Linked DNA regions of Mus musculus: regions 1, 2 and 4 are each linked to region 3. The links are chromatin contacts, called in public HiChIP or PLAC-seq and promoter capture Hi-C maps. All regions are on one chromosome and are shown on one strand. The core of a region is the stretch at or near the end of the contact, and the rest is flanking DNA. Distances in the headings are between cores, read along the strand shown. Region 1 holds the start of Uhrf1bp1 (UHRF1 (ICBP90) binding protein 1). Region 2 holds the start of Srpk1 (serine/arginine-rich protein specific kinase 1). Region 3 holds the start of Tead3 (TEA domain family member 3). Region 4 holds the start of Mapk13 (mitogen-activated protein kinase 13).

What was found. HiChIP or PLAC-seq counts read pairs in DNA pulled down with a chosen protein or histone mark. Capture Hi-C pulls out chosen DNA fragments and counts their contacts.
Region 1: a contact with region 3 is called in an HNF4G HiChIP or PLAC-seq map of pancreatic cancer cells. The contact joins the promoter of Uhrf1bp1 here to the promoter of Tead3 in region 3. A contact is called at or near these places in 1 of 115 datasets of contacts at active chromatin or transcription factors (pancreatic cancer cells) and 2 of 9 other capture datasets (adipose tissue and liver).
Region 2: a contact with region 3 is called in a promoter capture Hi-C map of adipose tissue. The contact joins the promoter of Srpk1 here to the promoter of Tead3 in region 3. A contact is called at or near these places in 5 of 39 promoter capture datasets (3T3-L1-derived adipocytes, the C10 cell line and liver), 2 of 484 Hi-C or Micro-C datasets (both in embryonic stem cells), 2 of 115 datasets of contacts at active chromatin or transcription factors (effector CD8 T cells and pancreatic cancer cells) and 4 of 9 other capture datasets (adipose tissue, liver, macrophages and 1 more).
Region 4: a contact with region 3 is called in a promoter capture Hi-C map of liver, with 2.4 times the contacts expected there. The contact joins the promoter of Mapk13 here to the promoter of Tead3 in region 3. A contact is called at or near these places in 1 of 39 promoter capture datasets (liver), 1 of 484 Hi-C or Micro-C datasets (embryonic stem cells) and 3 of 9 other capture datasets (adipose tissue, liver and pancreatic islet).

What each region holds. Positions count from the first base shown.
Region 1 is chr17:27,854,730-27,858,037 of GRCm38.p6, forward strand. Uhrf1bp1 (UHRF1 (ICBP90) binding protein 1) reads left to right here and starts at 1,778. Exons shown (of 21, transcript NM_001080769.1): 1 at 1,778-2,065. The coding sequence starts at 2,022.
Region 2 is chr17:28,620,934-28,624,345 of GRCm38.p6, forward strand. Srpk1 (serine/arginine-rich protein specific kinase 1) reads right to left here and starts at 1,588. Exons shown (of 16, transcript NM_016795.4): 1 at 1,467-1,588; 2 at 1,044-1,104. The coding sequence starts at 1,479.
Region 3 is chr17:28,349,212-28,352,478 of GRCm38.p6, forward strand. It overlaps Tead3 (TEA domain family member 3), which reads right to left and starts at 1,594. Exons shown (of 13, transcript NM_011566.4): 1 at 1,398-1,594. It overlaps Tulp1 (tubby like protein 1), which reads right to left. Exons shown (of 15, transcript NM_021478.2): 15 at 2,304-2,791. The coding sequence ends at 2,658.
Region 4 is chr17:28,767,939-28,771,360 of GRCm38.p6, forward strand. It overlaps Mapk13 (mitogen-activated protein kinase 13), which reads left to right and starts at 1,379. Exons shown (of 12, transcript NM_011950.2): 1 at 1,379-1,590; 2 at 2,073-2,202; 3 at 3,220-3,278. The coding sequence starts at 1,472.

The sequences.
Region 1 (3,308 bases), core at 528-3,027, 490 kb before region 3:
CCCTCCTTCTCAATCCTCTCTTTTTGATTGATTGATTGATTAATTTTGAGACAGGGTTTCTCTGTGTAGCCCTGGCTGTCCTGAAACTCAGTCTGTAGACCAGGCTGGCTTCAGATTCAAGTAGATCCACCTGTTTTTCCACCTCCTGATTGTGGGGACTAAAGGCTTGTGCCATGTTTTTTGTCTCAGTGTTTAAAATTAAAATTAAATCTCAATCTGGAAACATTGCTAGTTATGAATAAAGTTTCAGAAGGAACTTACGACAGCTTGTGAAAGCTCAATGAATGTTAGTTGCAGTGACTAAAACAGTATAGCCAGGTGTGGTGTGAACAGCCACATTTTTTGGCGCTCAGGAGGCAGAGACAGGAGGATGGCTGCCACTTTGGCCACATCCTGGTCTATCTACATAGCAATCCCTGGGCCATCTAGGGCTATATCTGGATACCTTGTCTCAATCTCAACCAAGAGTAAACTTTTTTTTGGTGGTTTTTCGAGACAGGGGTTCTCTTTGTAGCCCTGGCTGTCCTGGAACTCACTTTGTAGACCAGGCTGGCCTCAAACTCAGAAATCCGCCTGCCTTTGCCTCCAGAGTGCTGGGATTAAAGGCTTGCGCCACCACGCTGGGCTCCAAGAGTAAACTTAAAAGACCTGGGGACTGGAGAGATGGCTCCCTGCTAAGTGCTGCTCTAGAGGGCTTAGGTGCAGTGCTCAGCACCCACACCAAGTGGCTCACAACTACTTGTAACTCCAGTGCCAAAGAATCTGACAGCTTCTGGTCTCTGTGGGCACATGACATTCACACTCACATAGGAATGCACAGATAAATAAAAACACTCCGTCTTTGGGGGGCGGTGCGTCTGAGTGGAGTACTTACCTCATTTGCTTGATGTAATTAATTCCTACTCCCGCCAAACTTACCAAGAAAGCAAAACCACACGAAATAGCGAGAATTAAAGACATTGGCTCTCATTTCCATTGCTCCCTTTTCAAAAGGCAGTTAAGTATATTGAGTCATGTACTAATGATCAATAGACATTTAAATTTCCTAAAGGGGGCTTTAAGCAAAGTATGTTGGTTAGGTTTGCTGTGGTTGTTCGGCGTTTTGACCTCAGCAGTTTGTCAGAATGGTGCATTGGGAAATGAGATCCTGCACTGAGCCATTGTCATGCATGGAAACAGGATTCAGCCCTTGCCCCAGTTTTGTAGCTTTGGTCAGATGGTATCTGAGTATCTCCTGGATACAGTGAAGAGTGGAAGGAGCCTCCATCTGTGTTTAATGGAGTGGCCCAAGGCTTGGCGAGCACTTTATCACGGAGGCCTTATGTATTTAGCAGCTTAATAACTGCAGATATTTTTCTTGAAACTGGAAGCATTAAAGGTTAGATTTCTTGGGTCTTTTTTTTTTTTTGTGGTTTTTCGAGACAGCGTTTCTCTGTATAGCCCTGGCTGTCATGGAACTCACTTTGTAGACCAGGCTGGCCTCGAACTCAGAAGAGACAAGGTCTCTTAATGTAACCCTGTCTTGGTAGTCCCCATGTAGACAGGGTTGGTCTCAAGGTCCTATATTTGCTTGCCTCTGGCTCTGGAGAGTTCGGAGTAAAGGCGAATGCCACCATCTACCTTCTGGAAGAGTGAGCCCCGCCTCTGAGCGTGTAAGCCCCGCCCCGCGCAGTTGCCCCGCCCCCTATGCCTCTGAGCTCCCGCCGCCCCGCCCCTCATCCCTTGCGCCTGTGCCGCCGCGCGCGTCCCCGCCCCTCGCCGTGCGCTCTCGCCACGGGGATCCCGGAGGGTGGCGTGCGGTCTGGGTTCTGCTCCGCGGGATCCTGCGGCGCCGCACGGGCGGGTGGGAACGCGGCGGAACTCCTGGCGCTGAGTTAGGGGCGACAGAGAGCCATGGCGGCCACTGTGGCTACGGCAGCCGGTGCCCGCGCCGCGGCGAGGTGAGAGGACGCCTCTTTTCCACAACTGAGGAGGCCACGGCTGCCCGTCTGCCTGCATTCCACGCGGGCCCGGGCTGCAGCATGGCCGGGATCATTAAGAAGCAGATCTTGAAGCATCTGTCCCGGTGAGAGCGCCACCCCGCGTACTCGGTCCTTTTCCGAGCCCTCCGACCTCCCTCCGGCCGCTCTGGGCGAGCGGCTCCCTGCAGGCGCGATTCAACTCTTGCGGGCCGTTGTCGGCGCTGCATTACTCCCTCGCCCGGGCCACCTTCCTCCCCACCCCCGTCGCCGCCTCCTTCCTCGGCGCGGGTCACCCAGCCCTTTCCTGGCCGTACCTTCCAGACCCGCACGGAACCTGGCAGGCCAGCCCTGGAGGCCTCTTCCCGCCTGCCGAGCCGCCCAGCGCCGGTTCATTTCTGGCTTTGCCGCTCCGTGCTGGATTACCCAGGTCCCCTTCGATTGCAGCGCCGACGCCGGCTTTCTCCTTCTGTGAGGCGAGCTCCTCCTCTTCTGTCTGACCCTGTTGCATCACTCTTGAAAAGATATAAACCCTTCACCCGAGGCTGGTCGTCCTTTCGGACCTCCCTCCTTTCTGGGTCCGCTTTCTTCTCCGTACACAGACGGATTGGAGAAAGGTCAGCGGAGGTGGGGGATAAAGTTTCAGCAGCCTTCCCTTTAAGATGCCATGGAGGTTTGTTTGACAGCCAGTGTCCACTTGTGCTTTGTGGCCTCCTGTTAAGCTGTCCTGTCGCTCTGTATTTGGGGCATGACGGGTTAGCTGGCAAGACACTTTTCAGCTATATCTGAAGGACTCCTGGTCTCTGCGTGATGATGCAGCTTGTTAGAATGGGTGGCTGCGAAAATTGGGAGCTAGCTTTGCAGTTGGTTTTCGCTGCTTATTCTAGCTTGGTGATGGTTGTTAATTTAGGTTGTCTCAGAGGCTCTAGTGATCCAGAGTTTGGCAGCACAGTGACTAGTGGTTTTCAAGAGGTGTGTGTGAGTGTTGCCAGTCAACATGGAACACCAGGGCTTGTGTGAGCCTCTGTCCCTGACGTGGTGTCCCCCGTTGCCTGGCTGACATTGGCTTATGTGATCTTAGACATTTATTAGCTAGATTCAGATACCTTGTTTGATTAACTGTTATGTGCATGACTGAAGGGCCGGCTCCTGGAGTCTGGGCACTTCCTCTTCAACGTTTATCTCTTTCAAACTAGATAGTAGTAGTAGATACGTCAAAGACTATCTAGGCTGCTGTGGTGCACACACCCCCGAGGTCCTAGCATTTGGAGGCTGAGGTAGGAGGAGTGGGGTTTTAAGGCCAGCCTACAGTAGAGTTCCCAGCCAACTTGGACCATGTGGTGAGACAGT
Region 2 (3,412 bases), core at 338-2,837, 270 kb after region 3:
TGGGAAAACACAGAAAACAGTTCCTCTGAAACAGAGTGCTAAGCAGAGAACTCTCTAAGTCCACCCGGAGGAACCTCTGCAACTAAATGTTAGTACAAGATCCTTCGTAAAGCTAACTTCTAAGCTCACAATGGCAGTGAGCCTGCAGTGGTGGCACATGCCCCTTAATCCCAGGATTCTCAGAGCCAAAAACAAGAGGATAAATTCAAGGCCAACCTGGTCTACATAGGGAGTTCCAGGTCAGCCAAGGCTATCTCAAAAAACAAAGACGTTGGTGGGAATGGTAGCAGCTAAGCTCACTTGAATAAGCCTCCACCCAGCGTTTCTATCAGACTGTGCCCTCTTTTGTGCACACACACCCCCAACACCACTAAACCACTATTACACATCAAATCGGGCAAGTGTAGCACTAGGCCCACCAAGCCGGAATCACCCAACCGGCACCAGCAATTTGACTCTGGACATTACTCCGACGTTACTGCTCTGAGGACCTGATAGTACGGCCCGCCGGTAATGCATAACTTAGCCGGCACACCGAGTGGACAGCAACGCCACAGAGTCTCCCAGACTTAGGAAGCAGAGTAATCAGGCGCGAGGAAGACTCCCGGCCGTCCTCCTCTACCCAAGCGAGCGTGTGGTTGGCAGGGCCAAGGGTAAACAGGGAAAATTCATTCAACAATTTCCCGATGGCGTAGCGTGCGGACAGACGTAGGAGGCAAGTTAAGACGCTGCGGAGCACGGAAGGAAGAGCAGAGTTCACAGACAGGCAGGTAATGATTGCCAGCTCCGGCTGCCGGGCCACACCTGGGCCTCCTCGATGGAGTTGGCGAGTGGTGCCGGGCAGGCTCCGGGTCTTTCCAGCAGACCCGAGCCTGGAGACCCAGCTACCTTCCACATGATTCCCGGAGGGCGAATCACACAGCGGCCCAGTAACCATGTGGCGGGGAGGGGTTGGGGGGGAACCGCCCGAAGCGCACAACCCGGTAGGGGGAGGAGGTCCCCGAGGAAACGCAAAGGGCGGGATGTTGGGGTACAAGACTCACTTCCTTTGGGCTTTGTCCTTCTTGGCCTTGGTCCTTTTCTTTCGGGCCTGGAGCGCGAGCACTGCGGGAGAGAGGGATGGATGAAGGGCCGATGTAAGTGGGAGGCGGGGAGCGGCGCGAGCACGCAGGGCGACCGGGCCTGAGGCTGCGGGCCGAGCGCGGGGCGGGCTGCTCGGGGTGCACAGCGGCTGCCAGGCCCGGCGCGCCCAAAGAGGCTCGGGCCGGCCATGAGGCCTCGCCGCCCCGGCCTGGGGGCTGCGGAGCGAGGGGCGGGGACGGCGGGCGCCGGAGGACGCCGCAGCCGAGGGGCGAGAGGCAAGAGTGACGCCGCTTCAGGGGGCCGCGACAGTGGCCAGAGAGGCGCCTGGCGCCCAGTCGGGGACCGCCGTGGCTCCTCGTGGCGGAGGCCGCTCCGCCGCTCACCTTTCCGCTCCATGGCGAGACCGGTAACCGCCAGGCGCCTGCGCACTCGAGTGACGCCGACTCGGGCTCCCGCCGCGGCCCAAATCCCAGCTCTTCCTCCCGGCGCGCGCCGGCCCCGCCTCCGGGCCCGCCCGACCACGCCCCACACGGCGTCGCGCGCCTGCGTGGTGAACACAGAGCCTACCACCTGCTCCGGGGTGTACGAGAGTGGAGGGCAAGGGACCGAGGGATCCTGAATGGGAAGCTGGTTTTAGTGTCCCGCCATAAAGCGCGCGGCTTGAAGTTCTTACCTCCTGAGGAAAGGCAGGGCTCCGCAGTCAGTCGGGATTTGCCTCAGTTTCCCCGGCCTGCAAAACTGCTTAACCCAAACATATCCCAGTTCCTGTCTGAGCTGTTGTAAGGGCCAATTAAGACATTAAAGAAAATGGGAAATTAAATTGTATGTGGATACACACAGAACAAAGGCTGGAAGGAGGGAACGTGTGCCTCTGTCCTCTTCTAAAGATAAAACCTTGGGCCAGCAGCCCATGCCTTTAATCCCAGCACTCCAGAAGCAGGTGTATCTTTATGAGTTCCAGGCCAGCAAGGCATATATAATGAGATCCTGACCCAAAATAAATCAATAAGAACTGGATGGGGGGGCGGTATGGGGGACTTTTGGGATAGCATTGGAAATGTAACTGAGGAAAATACGTAATAAAAAAATATTAAAAAAAAAAAAAAGAACTGGATCAGAAGCTGGGCAGTGGTGGTGCACGCCTTTAATCCCAGCACTTGGAAAGCAGAGGCAGGCAGATTTCTGAGTTCGAGGCCAGCCTGGTCTACAGAGTGAGTTCCAAGACAGCCAGGGCTACACAGAGACACCCTGTCTCGAAAAACCAAAAAAGAAAAAAGAAAAAAAGAAAAGAACTGGACCAGAAGACAGCTCAGCAAGTAAAGGTGCCTTAAGGACCTGAATTCAAATCCAAATAGGGCCAATTCCCACAGGTCTCTCTCTGACTTGCACACAGGACCCATGGCACATGCAACAACCCCTCACCCATAAGTAAGCTAAACAATTATTTTAAGTAAAAGCAAACACTTCTAAAGGGAATTTTCTAGCTGCAAGTTGAAAGCCTTAAAGGAAGGGTGTGAATGGGAATTCTGTTTTCTCCTTGAAGAACTCTCTTCATCGTAGGACTTACCGGGTGTTTCCATACTGTCAAGTGCATGATCTTATTAGATGCTGATGTCAACTTCAGGCCAAGGTAGTTATTATCCCCATTACAGAAAGATGAGAACGTGGAAAGGATTGTGTGCTCAGAATCTTGCTGTCCCAACCCAATGATTCAGGCATCAAAACTCCTATAGTAAAGTAGAATCAGCAGGCATTTATGAGAGAGATGGGGGAGGAACATGAGGCTCTCTAGACCCCAGTATTTCTTCCAAAACATAGACTGTGGGTACTGCTGTGGAGATTTATAGTAGGCACTGAAATTCGCAATTGGAATTGTATACTTTTCATGTGTTTCAGAACTCTCCTTTAGATCTTTTTTGTGATTTTCTTTTTGTTGTTTTGTTTGTCTGTTTGGGGGGTTTTTGGTTTGTTTTGTTTTGTTTTTGTTTTGAGACAGGGTTTCTCTGTGTAGTCCTGGCTGTCCTAGAACTCACTCTGTAGACCAGGCTGGCCTGGAACTCAGAAATCGGCCTGCCTCTGCCTCCTAAGTGCTGGGATTAAAGGCGTGCGCTACCAACACCCGGCTCCACTGAAGCCTTTTCAAGTGGCGTGCATATGTCTATATTCCAGCTGGCTAGGGTAGGGGCTCAAAAACCCAGCTCTATAAGAAGTGGGACTTGGGGGCTGGTGAGATGGCTCAGCAGGTAAGATGTCTCTAAGAGCACCCAACTGCTCTTCTGAAGGTCCTGAGTTCAAATCCCAACAACCACATTGTGGCTCACATCCATCC
Region 3 (3,267 bases), core at 344-2,843:
TCCCTCCCTGGAGGTGGGGAAGGCCTGGCTTCCAGCCCCTCCCTGAGGAGGGGGGTAATTCAGTCTCCTGTCCACTCTTGGCCCAAGGGATAAGTAGACAGACCCTCACCCTTCCCATGAAGGAAGAAAAGGCTTGTCAGACAACGGGGAAGACCAGAGTGGGAAGGGAAGACCGGATGCCCTCAACTGCTTTAACAAGTGTCAGGAGAAGGAGGTCTGGGGACTAGGAAGGGCAGAGGCATAGTCCTTACACCTTCAACTAATAGCTGCTTTCCCTCCTGGCAGCAGCCCGCAGCTGGTTGTGAGTGTAGGGGTGTCCCAGACCCCAGCACTGAGGCAAAACCCTGTGTGTACAGATCCAGGCTACGAGAGTTCAAATACACGGAGCCACCATGGACACCAGTCCCTCAAAGCTGTGTCCAGCCCCCACCGCCATCCTCCGGGCTAGGCTACAAGTCCAGGCCTGACTTGGTTCTGCCCCTACCTGGAGAGAGCTCGAGATACAGAGAGAGGGACACAGGCCCTGAGAAGCCCGGCCCTAGGCTTCGTTCGTTCCCTCTTGCTCTTTAAAAAACTAAGCCCTCAATCAGGGCCCCTGTTGGGGGGGGGGGGGGGGGCGGGTAGAGTAGGGGCTAAAGTGACACTGCCCCGAAGGCCTGCTGGGGCTAGAAAACAGACCCACATCAGCGCTCCAGCCTCCCTTCCCAGGCAGGAATAAAGACGTGACAGACAATGGAGAGGACCCGAGTGGGAAGGGAAGCCCTGTCGCCCACAATTGCCTTAACAAGTTCTCCGGAGAAGTGCGGGGAAGGCCCCAAATCCAGCCGCGTCCCGAGCGAGGCTCCTGGAGCAAGGAGCTGGGACTCGCCCCGAGGCGGGCGGCAGAACTGTAGGGGACAGGCGTCCCCCCACGCCTTTGGGTGCGCACACGCTCCGGGCTCACACTGTGGCTTCCAGACACCCGGGCCGGGTCCCAGCGCAGCCGCGAGCAGCGCGCACACCGGCGCGCCCTGGCTAAGGCCTGCGTGGAGCCCGGGGCTCGCGGGCTCTCGGGAGTCCAAAGGGCGCCCCGGATACGAGTCCCGGCGCAGGCCTTCCAAGCCCGCGGCTCTGGGCGCACACCCCGGCACACGGCGGGGCCAGGCCCGGGCACCCGGGACACTCCGGGCTTCCCAGCCTCCGGGTCGCGGGGGGGTGGGGTGGGTGGGCGGGGCTTCCCGGAGAGCGTCTCCCCCCTTCCCTCCAAAGTTCCCGGCACCCAGGTCCTGGGCTCCGGCGCGGGCTGGACAATAGCTCAGAACCCCTAGAGTGTCCCGGGTCCCCGCCATCCAGAAGCCACCCGAGCAGAGCAGTCACCTCTGCGCGCGAGGCCTCCGAGTTGCATTCCCCGGGCTTACCTGCTCCGAGCTCCGGGGGGCGCTCCGCCGGGCCGCTCCGCCGGGCCCGAGGGAGTAGTGAGGGGGGCCGGGAAGGGGGGTCGTGGGCAGGGGGATGGCCGGAATGTACGGAATGAGCCCGGCCGGAGCGGGAGGTGCTGGGCGCGGAGGAGGGAGCGAGCGGGACGGAAAGTTTGTGTTGAGGGAGCCGGGCGGGGGGTGGGGGCTGCGGGCGGGAGGGGCGGGACCGGTAGGCGGGGCCAACGGCGGGCGGGCCCACGGGTGGGCGGTGCTATTTGGGGGGAGTGATCTAAGGCGGGCCGGGGCCTGCTGTCTCTCTAACCACCCAGTCCCAAGAACGCCCGTAGCTGTGGATTCACACTCCCGCGCACCCCATTCCTCGCTCGTCGTCTCAGAGTTCCCACCTCCCCTACACAACCCCCTTGTGGGTACTCCGCTGAATCTAGAGGGATCAGGTCTGGGGCGGAGCCAAGAGGAGAGCTCTGCCCCCTAGGCTGAACTCCTTGGAGGTGTTTAGGGTCCTGGGGAGCCGCGTCCTCCGCATCCAAATGACCCGAGCGCGCACGGGGTCTCGGGCTCCCCACCCTTCTACTCGGGTCCCGGGCAGCCCAGGCCTCTGCAGCTCCCCTCCCGCCCAGAGCCCGCCCCCCACTCCGGGGCCTCAGACTTGGCTCCGCCCTGCCCGGACCCGGTTTGTCTGGTTCTCCCCGAGTGGCTTGTTTCTCGAATTTCTCCCTTTCTCCCTCTTCCTCTACCTCTAGGGCCCTCCCTCTCCTCCCTACTGGCGGAGAGTCGGGGGCCCGGACCCTGTGCGCTTGACGAGGTTCCATAGAACAGAAGGGGACGCGGGAGCGCGGGGCCAACGCAGGCACCTGAGTTTACACACATGAATCCAGAAACTACCGATGCGTTCAGCCTCGGACGTGACTTTATTGGGGATGTGGGTCCCTGGCTCTGCTTCACCATCGTCCCCTCCCCACCCCCTACAAACCCCCCAGCGCGGGGTCGGAGGGGCCTCGAACATCTGACTCCGGCTCTCTGACAGGAAGTGACTGGGGAGGAGGGGGCGAGGCAAGTACTTTTGGGCGACCAGATGTTCATCTCCATCCCCTCTGCCTCAGCCGGTGCCAGGCTGGGGGAGTGGAGGGGGGAAATGCCCGGAGGTCACGGAGAGGGGTGAGCCCTTCCATGGGAGCTGTGGGGGAGGGACCTTGCCACCCCCAACCGAATGCTTTCCCAGCGCTGAGGAGCTGTGGGGGGTCACTCGCAGGCCAGCTTCCCGTCGAAGCTGGAGAGGGCGATGGCGAAGGCCTGCAGAGCACACAGCGGGTACCGGTAGTCTAGGGTGAAGGCGTCCTCAGCCACGCGGCCGAACTGCAGCACTATATAGTCAGCTGTGAAGACAGACCGTGGGGTGACCTTGGACCCCATCTCGACAGGCAACCCCTCAACAAAACGAGGTCTTGCTCCTTGATGTGGAGTCATAGCCCCCATGCAGCTTCAGGCCACCTTCCCCGTTCTGGGTCATCCAATCAGCCCAACCCAGCCGCTACAGGGTCTGTCACACGGAGTCCGCAGGGCAGGGGCCCTGCGGGGTCTGTCACACGGAGTCCGCAGGGCAGGGGCCCTGCCTTATCATCCACCACCTGGGGCTACAGTAAACCTGTAATCTAGCAGTACAGGGAGGGACCCTGTCAAACTTGCCCAAACCAGAACCCTCCCTCACCGAGTTTTCAGTTGTCTTTTGGCCTCATTCCTCTGGCCTGCCCATAAGGCTAACCTTTGACCGCAGTTCAGACCCTTCTCCAACCCCAGGCGTTCCCTCCCTTAGCCATTAGCGCTGGACTCAGGCCTCTCCCGTTCTGATCAG
Region 4 (3,422 bases), core at 129-2,628, 420 kb after region 3:
TCTTCCAGAAGCCCTGAGTTCAATTCCCAGCAACCACTGTAATGGGATCCAATGCCCTCTTCTGGTGTGTCTGAAGACAGCTACAGTGTACTCATATACATAAAATAAATTAATCTTAAAAAGCTAAAAACAAAACAAAACCATCACCACCAGTATCAAACAAACTCCGGTGGATGTTTAAATCTTTGTGAACTCTGGGGACTGTAGAATTAGCAGCCGTCGACTCTGGGTGTAAGACAGCAAATCTCTCATGAGAAGAAGGATTGGATGCCTGGAGTTTGTTTCAGAAAAATGGGGAAGAGGAATAGAGTCTGAGCCCTGGTCAGTCGCTGAGCCTTAGGATCTGAGAGTCCTGCTTACTGAAAAGACAAGAGTCCTGGGGTCACAGGAGCTCATGTAGAACCCCATGAATTGTAGGGTTCTTGTGTTGTTGTTGTTGTTTGGGGATCTCCGGAGGGTTTTCTGGGAGGAGGGGTGTTGAGACAGAGTTTCTCTGTGTAGCCTTGGCTGTCCTGGAACTCTGTAGACCAGGCTGGCCTCAAACTCAGAAATCCACCTGCCTCTGCCTTCCAAGTGCTGGGATTAAAGGCGTGTGCACCACGATGCCTATTTTTGTTTATTTATTTGCTTATTTGTTTTGTTTAACTATGTGCATGATGACCTGGGTGCTGGAAGCCAAACTCAGGTCATCCTCAAGAGCGGTGCAGTCTCTAACCTGCTGAACAACCTCTCCATCTTTCTGTGGGGTCTCACTATGTAACCTATGCTGGTCTCCAGTTTACTGCGTAGTCAAGAATGACGTTATTTCTCTATCCTTCCTTCCTCCCTCCCTTCCTCCCTTCTTCTCCCCTTCCCTCTCTTCCCACCCTCTCTATCTCTCCCTCCTTTCTTCTATCCCTCTCTTCCTTCTCTGTTCATTCTCTGTATCTCTCCTCTCTAGTCTCTCCTCTCCCTTCTTCCTCAGGGTCTCACCTAGTCTGGCATTGAACTATGTACTGAACTGGACTCAAAATCGTAGCAATTCTCCTGTCTCTGCCTCTATCTCCTGTGTTGAGTACAGACCTGAGCCACCACGCCTTACATGTGAAGGGTATATTTCTTAAACTAGCCCAACTAGCAACAAGTTGAGCGCCCCCCCCCCCGCGCCCTAACCCCATTCCCAACTCTTCCTACAGTCTCTAGGCAGCCTCGCAGGCACCCCTTTCCCGCAGGGCACCCCCCTCCTCCCTCAGCACCTGCAGCAGGTGGCTGGTGGGGCCTGGGGCGTTCGCCGGTGATGGGCGGAGTCCGGAGCGCGGGCGAGCGGTGGGCGGGCCGGGGCGGGAACGTACCTGGGCGAGGCGGCAGGTGCGCCGCCCCACGGGGGAGGAGCGGGCGCGGGGCGGGAGGGGACCGCGGCGGGACACCCGGGCCGGGAGCCCGCGGGCAGCCACCGCAACCTCCTCGCAGGACCGCCACCACGGGGTCCGGGATGAGCCTCACTCGGAAAAGGGGCTTCTACAAGCAGGACATCAACAAGACTGCCTGGGAGCTACCCAAGACCTACCTGGCGCCCGCGCACGTCGGCAGCGGGGCCTATGGAGCGGTGTGGTGAGACCCGGGGACCCCAGGAATCAGAGGAGCCACGGGCCACCCCTCGGCAGCCTCCCCGAGTGAGCCCGGTGGCAGTGGGGCCCCTGTGGGTTGAGTCGCTGGCGAATCTGGTTCTCCAAGGCTGTAACTTTTTAAAAGGGATCTCGGAGTTCGTGGGACAGATCCCTGCGGTTGCAGATGAGGCCCCAAGAGGGGAACTTGCCAAATCGCAGAGCAGGGACTCCTGGCCTGCTCTGCATCCTGTCAGCAAGAACTGCTTCTCTCCTTGCTCTGCCGCCCCTTCCTTGGCGTCGCCCCCTACTCACACACACTCTCTCTCTCTCTCTCTCTCTCTCTCTCTCTCTCTCTCTCTCTCTTTCTGCTGGTCTCCGGCCAGCCTGGGGAGCACAGAATGGGGGTGGCCTAGGACAGGGCTGGAGGGATCTCCAGTTTAGGCCCTTTGCGCCGCCCCTCCCCCTCACCTGCCTGTGACCCCGCAGCTCGGCCATCGACAAGCGGACAGGGGAGAAGGTGGCCATCAAGAAGCTGAGCCGGCCCTTCCAGTCGGAGATCTTTGCCAAGCGCGCTTACCGCGAGCTTCTGCTCTTGAAGCACATGCACCATGAGAACGTAGGCTGCCTCGGGGTGTGGATGTGCCGGGGATCGGAGGGCAGGGAGAGGGGCCCAGGAGGGGCCTGCCCAGGGTCGTGCGCGCAGGGCCAGGAGAAAGAACTTCCTCTGCTCCACCCTGGTTTCTCAGCTCTCTAAGGAGAGCCCAATGAGAAGATGCCAGGGCCTGCCCAGCTCGCTTCCCAGAAAACACACAACCTTTTCTTGATTGTGAGGAGGAAGTAGGCACAGGGGAGCTTCGCGATTGGTTCTGTGAGGACTCCAGTCCGATGAGCCTGGGCACTTGAGCTAAAGCTGCCTCCATTCTGGCCACTCTAAGTCTAACAATAAATACTGAGTATTTAATGCATGCGGGGGTGGGGGCTGGCTAACTTTTATAATCCTCTCCGTAACACATGCCAAGGCACAGAAAGGTTTCCCCGGTTCTGCAGCGGCAGAGCTGAGGTTGGAAGGGGCGGGAGGCAGAGCCTGGTGCCTGACCATTTGACCATCCTGTCTGATGGAAACAGACCCCGTGACCCAGCTCTGGGCCAGGCAGAAGGGCTAGGGTCCATTTCAAATAGAGCCTTGTACATCGTGAACCCTAATCCTTTCAGATAACCTTTCCTCAGTGGCCTCCAGCTTCGAGGTGGAGGGGACTTGCCTCTAGCTCTGGACAGACTGACAGATGTGGCTAGAGACCCGGGGTCCAAGGCTAGAGCTGAGGTCCAGAGTCCCAAGGACCTGGAGTTCTCATCCTTCTCTCCTCTTCCCCCCTTGACCCTCAAGATTTGTTAGTTACAAGTGGGACTGTTCACCCCAAACCCCAAATTTGGGATCAAACTTACCTTGTTCTCAGCCATCTCTCCAGCCCAGGCAAATGTCCTCTTCTGCCTGGGCCCCCAAACTGTTCCCATGCCAGCTGGGGCCACCTTCCGTAGCAGAGGGTGACCTGGATGGTGGCCCTGGGTGGCTGAGACCCTCAGGACAGGGAAGAATGGCGTTGGCAGCGCACCCTCACTGGTGGCCTCTCTCCAGGTCATTGGGCTTCTGGATGTCTTCACCCCTGCGTCTTCCCTTCGGAGCTTCCATGATTTGTGAGTCGGGCTGGATTGGGGTGTTGGCAGATCTTAAGGCTGGCTCGGGAATACTTTGGGGCAGGGTAGCTTCCGCGCAGAAAGGGGTCCGTCCCCCCCCACCTAGCAGTTCTTGTGCCTCTGCTTTTACATTGAGATCTTCCC